Regions from separate parts of the Mus musculus genome. Here region 1 is linked to region 2. Evidence: chromatin contacts called from public Hi-C data. All regions are on one chromosome and are shown on one strand. Each heading gives the region's core, a stretch centred on a gene start, on an enhancer-like site or on the middle of the called end of the contact. The rest is flanking DNA. Distances are from core to core; before and after follow the strand shown. Region 1 overlaps Fgd6 (FYVE, RhoGEF and PH domain containing 6). Region 2 has its middle 25 kb from the start of Snrpf.

Evidence for each region. Hi-C and Micro-C count contacts between places; a contact is called where the count stands out from the background.
Region 1: a contact with region 2 is called in a Hi-C map of pre-pro-B cells, with 6 times the contacts expected there. The contact joins two enhancer-like sites. A contact is called at or near these places in 10 of 484 Hi-C or Micro-C datasets (CD4 T cells, cerebellum, embryonic stem cells and 7 more).

What each region holds. Positions count from the first base shown.
Region 1 is chr10:94,106,056-94,108,981 of GRCm38.p6, reverse strand. It overlaps Fgd6 (FYVE, RhoGEF and PH domain containing 6), which reads right to left. Exons shown (of 21, transcript NM_053072.3): 8 at 2,910-2,926. Among named protein-coding and RNA genes, the nearest start is that of Nr2c1, 40 kb to the left of the region's middle. Within about 2 kb of position 1,676, at least 27 of the 459 cell types and tissues checked have an H3K27ac peak or open chromatin away from gene starts, as enhancers often do. A contact at or near this core is called in pre-pro-B cells and regulatory T cells, where this site is marked.
Region 2 is chr10:93,613,372-93,616,390 of GRCm38.p6, reverse strand. No RefSeq gene overlaps it. Among named protein-coding and RNA genes, the nearest start is that of Snrpf, 25 kb to the right of the region's middle. Within about 2 kb of position 1,265, at least 19 of the 459 cell types and tissues checked have an H3K27ac peak or open chromatin away from gene starts, as enhancers often do. A contact at or near this core is called in pre-pro-B cells and regulatory T cells, where this site is marked.

The sequences.
Region 1 (2,926 bases), core at 427-2,926, 490 kb before region 2:
CCAAATACCTGATAATCAACGTCAGCGGCTGATTCAAATAAAGGCTTGTTCTTCCTTTCGTCTACTGTAAGGTTCCTACATTTGAAACCACAAGGCCTTGGGAGGATTAAGCCATTTGAACCTGGTTTTCCAAACATGGGACCCCAGTTAATAATTTAAACAGATGCAGACTTAAGACTTAACATCCAGACTGGAGAGATGGATGGTTCAGCAGTCAAGAGCCTGTGTTGCTTTTAGTGAGGACCCAGGTTCAATTCCCAGCTCTCTATGGTGGGCCTCAGCCACCTCTAAACTCCAGTTCCAGAGCATCTGATATACTCTTCTGACTTTGATGAGCGCCAAGCATGCATGATATATATATATATGCATACATACATACATATGCACATAATACATAAATACAAGAAGATTCCTACAAGTTCCAGGCACCTTAGGTTATATAATGCATTCTAGGCCAGCCTAGGCTCTTGTGTATAGACTATATCTATACTTTTTAAAAAATATATACCAAAATGAAAATAATTCCAAGAGACTAGTGTGTTAGGACAGATCTATAATTCTAGCACTTATTAGTCTGAAGAAGGAGGATTATAGTGAATCTGAAGCCAGTCTGGGCTACAATAGCAATTACCAAAGCAGCCAGAACTGCATGACAAAACCCTGCCTCAAACAACATTAAAATAAAATTTTAAGAACCCACCAACTCCTTGAAAGAAGAAAAACTTGAAAGTCCAATCTCACATGATGTTGGTATTATAAAACAACAACAAAAAGTCTGTTTGCTTTGATTACAGACACATGCCACTGTGCCCAATTTATCCAAGGCTTCAGGCCTACTAGGCAAGCACTTTACCAACTCAGCTGCACCTGTAGCCCCAAATCCATTTTCTTAAAAATAGATTTTGACTAATGGAAAGAAAGGTCATGAATTAGGAAGAGAGCAAGGAGGAGTATCTTGGAGGGTCTTGAGGGAGGAGAGAAAAAGGGGAAATGATATAATTACAATCTCAAAAATTAAAGAATTAAAACACACACACACACACTCACATACACCCATGTTTTAAAAAGCCAGGCGTGGTCTGGTGAGACATCTGAGCTGATACAAGCACTTGGTGCTAGCCCGAGGAGCTGACTTCAACCCACATGACCCACACGGCAAGGAGAAAATGGACTCTTGCAAGTTGTTCTCTACCATTCACACGTGTGTTACGGCACACATGCACATGCATACCTCACACAACACATGAACAAGTAAGTAAATGTACTAAAAAGAAATGCCAGGAATGGTGACGCTTGCCTGTAATCCCAGCATTCAAGAGGCTGAGGCGGAAGTATAAGTATTTTGAGGCAAACTTTGTTGTCTCCACAATGAAACTCGTCTTAAAAAGACGACACACATAGTTTTAAAAGCTTGTTTTTCTCATTTCTCCACCCAAAACAACTTAGCATTCAACCTAACTTAAACACAGGCAGCTTTTGAACTATGTAGACCAGCCACAGTACAGGGGAAAGAGATATCTTTTCCACTTTCATTTTCAGTAGCTGGATCCTTCCTTCTCACATCTGTAGCCACAGCTGTCTTTGGCACTAAACGCAACCCTCCTTCTGCTGCTGTGACAATGGCCAATGCTACTGAGTAGCTGGTTACGACAGAACATTAGATTTATCTAGCAGGAACACTGCGTGTCAGCACTTCCCCTTGTCCTGTAAATTAATAATCTCAGCCAGGAGCAGAGGAAGGCAGACGGGCAGGATTTCCTCAGACTATTTGTGCAGCTCTGTGTTATTCTAGAGTGAAATCAAGTGCCTGACTGACAGTTAGGAATTCAAACTGAGCTCTTGACACACCTGGGCTGGCAGGTCCCAGGTCAAAAGAATAGGACTTCCCATCTTATCACGACCAATCCAAGAAAACCTGTCACATCGGTTCAAGGGACCTGAGCAAAAGCTGCTTTTCCAGGGTTCACATATGCCTGCCTCTATTACTCTTGGTTTATGAGCACCTGACTAAGGAGACAGAATGCACATCATTTTTCCAAGGACAATAGTCACAGCCAAGTACCTCGCATTCTATTTACACCAAACCACACATATCTATTGAGCTGTAGTGGCATTTCAATGTTCTTAGCCACTTTGATACAAAGTATAATGCAAATATGTATATATAAAATTTCTCTCCCTCCTTCTCAATACACTTCAGCAAATATCAGTAGACCTAACAGAATGTATCAGATGGTAACTTTGGCACTGACATTATGTGTATTAGTTTCTGTTATGACATCAAACTACCTAATCTTTATAAGCCTAGTATCTTGTGTATATTATAACGGTAAGTTTTAAAGAGCCAGGGAATAAAAGTACCCAAATACATGTGTATTCATCCAAATCATACCTCATATTCCCTTGTAAACTCCCAAAAGTCCTTGCAAACGATAGTCAATATACCCAAATAATAACAGTAAGGTTACTGTCACGATTGCTAAGAATAACTAATATTATTAGAACTTACTATGCACAATGACTTATTCTAAGGATCATGCATATGATTTAGTTCATTAATCAATCCCCAGAACAACAGAGGAAAGTGTTAGGGTCACCAGGACAGTGCTGTACAAGCATACGGGAGGTGAGAAAAGACCTCCTTAGGATTTATAGCAGTACTGGAGTGAAACAACACAGGATGAGGGTTGATGTGGTGAGCCGATGCTCAGAGGGCGCATGCAACCTACATGCGTGCCCTGAGGCGAGTGTGGACACTGGGTAGTCAAAAAGCCAAAGTGATTCAGTTCCAGTGATGCGGCTCATCTACCAGGTAGCAGCGAGGGAAGACAAAGAGGGCACACTTAGGAAAGGTGTGCTCAGTAAGGGCACTCCGCGACACTTGGCTGGTAAGGTTTGGAGACCCCCACCTGTCAGTAGCAGCCTG
Region 2 (3,019 bases), core at 16-2,515:
GCCAGCCTGGGCTACATAGCAAGCCTCAGTCTCAAAACAAGAAGAAAAGGAAGATAAGAAAAGGATAGGTCTACATAGGACCCCCCCCCCAAAAAAAAGTCAATCAAATATCACCTTTGTTGAAATATAACAGTAATAGCTTGCTTGCTGGATCCAATATCTAGTGTCACCTGCATGCCTGCACACCAGGTCTAGGTGACGTTAGGGCCACATATCTATCAATGATAACAGCTCCTTGGGAAATGCAAGGAAGAACGTTTGCTATTTGGTTCACTTCCTGCAAAGTTTCAGAGGTATAACAGAAAAAAATGGGATATCCACTGTAAAAGTAGTCTTTTAAAAGAATTAAAATTTAGGAAGAAGCAGAAACACCTAGCATGGCGGGGGTGGGGTGGGGGTTGGGGTGCTCCTGCAATCCCAGGACCTGGAAGAGGGGGTGAGCTGTGAGGATAGCTGGAGCCCCGCACAGCAAGACCCTTGCTCCTAAAACAAAAAGATCCCTAACAAAGGGAAGCCAGAGAGCTCAGTGTCCTTATTTATAATCATGAGAAACATGAGCTCAGATCCCTAAGGATTCCATCTTTTTTTTTAATTAGGTATTTTCTTCATTTACATTTCAAATGCTATCCCGAAAGTTCCCTATACCCTCCCTGCCCCTGCCCTGCTCCCCTACCCACCTACTCCCACTTCTTGGCCCTGGCGGTCCCCTGTACTGGGGTATATAAAGTTTGCAATACCAAGGGGCCTCTCCTCCCAATGATGGCCGACTAGGCCATCTTCTGCTACATATGCAGCTAGAGATACGAGCTCTGGGGGTACTGATTAGTTCATATTGTTGTTCCACCTATAGGGTTGCAGACCCCTTCAGCTCCTTGGGTGCTTTCTCTAGCTTCTTCATTGGGGGCCCTGTGTTCCATCCAATAGATGACTGTGAGCATCCACTTCTGTATTTGCCAGGCACTGGCATAGCCTCATATGAGACAGCTATATCAGGATCCTTTCAGCAAAAGCTTGCTGGCAGATGCAATAGTGTCTGGGTTTGGTGGCTGAAGGATGCCATTTAAAATCCCAACTCTGTCCTCTCATCTCAGCACACTGAATGTTTTCTAATTTTTTTTTTCCTGACCAAATTTTAAAGCCCCACTTGTTGAAAAATCAAGCTACTATCCAAAAAAAAATGAGTCTTGTCCTGCCTCCCTGCTGTGATTCATAAGGAGTTAGCTTTACACTGTTGGTGAGAACAGCGGCTGGGAGAGGCAGTTTACCCTCTACCTCCGAGTGATTTTTAAACCACATCAATTCTTTTATCACGTGCAGCTGTTTTCTATCCACAAATGATGGCTTGGGGCATTTTTGCTTTGCCACCGGTTTCAGAATCGAAAGAATGAAGGGGAACCAGGTAATCTACAACCACAGTAGATCGTACCCACAGTGTGGGGGCGGGGACGGGGAAGGGGGAGGGGGAAGGGAAGGGGAAGTGGGGGAGGGGGCACCTCAAGCTGCTTTAGAAGTAGAGACTGCTTAATAACAGCTTGGATGTCAAATATATTTCTAATTAACTTGCATTCAAGTATTCAACTAAATAGAGTGACTTTTGTTTCAATTTCTCCTAGTTTCTGTCAGTGAGAATTTATCCACGTGCTGGGACGTGTGCACATGGAGCATCAGATAGTTCTTTAGAGGCCTGCTGCATGACTTGGTGTATAATACGAGTATATAAGCCTGGCACGGTGACACATGCCTGTCTAAAACTGCACTCAAGGAGCCTGAAGTAGGAAAATCGGTGGTATGAGGCCAGCCTGTGTGAGCGCCCAACTCACCAGCAAGAAAGATGCCACAACAGGATCCTTCTGCACACGCTTATTGGGAGAGCTTGATTGCAGAGGCGAAAAGACCCTGAGCCCCAGTACTAGCGCTGCTTATATAGACCTAGGAGGGGCGTGTCCACACCCGATTGGTTATGCTTTCAGTACCTCATTTACATACCTTGGGCCAGGCTTTCAGTGCCTCGTTTGCATGCCTCAGGCCAGGCAGTGACTCAGCAAAAAACTCTACTGCACATGCGCACATTGGTTGTTTACTCAAATTTATGGGTGGTGGCCAGCGGTAGCCAGCGCCATCCTGCAATCGCGTATGTGGCTTCCTACAAGCCTGGGCTATAGAGTAAGACATTGTCTCTACAAAACAAAATAGAACCTCCTCTCAAAGGCAGATAAAATCTCACACATTAAACAAATCAGGCCAGAGACTGGGGGACCTAGGGGAAGGGGGTGGATAAATAAGATGGTGACTTTTGAGTAGGCCAAAAACTGGCAAGAGAGACCTATCCTGAAGGTATGTGTGAAGATGGGGACGTCTAGGGGACGTTTGGCAGTTCTTCTGTCTTGTGGAATTCAGTAGAATGATAAAGTTTGGTTATCAAATTTCATAATCCTGTGTGTAACGCAAACGTGTTTCTTCTACTTGTGTGTAAAAGTTGTTGACACCTCAGTCTCTCAGATTATTGTAAAATACGTGCAGACCAATGGGCCATTTTTGAGACAGAATTTTTCTGCACAAATTTTAAAAATGTCTGTCATTAAGAATTCCTCTTGGTATTTAAAAACCACAAAGCAAAAAACAGACAAACAACAACAACAGCTCACAGCGCCTCTTGGCAAGTGAAAATTGACATGGGTGCAATAAGTTTCTTATCCCAAAGCCAAAATAATATATTCCTAAATATTGGGTTGCTCATTCATTCATTCACTCACTCATTCATTCAGTCACTCACTTGAAAGGCCCTTCTGACACACTGTCTCAGACACTGATGACTTCCAGTGGAATGGAGCAGTCGAGGTGCCTGCTAACTCAACACTGTCATTCTTAGAGGATGGGGGTGGAATCGGAGTGGAACTTAATCGTGAATATTAGATATTTTATGTTTTTGCTAAAAATTATACTATTCTGAACCCAGTTATTTCTGTCGTGTTTCTAAGGAGAAAGTAACTGGCTTGGTGAATTTGTGGCATCTCAGAAT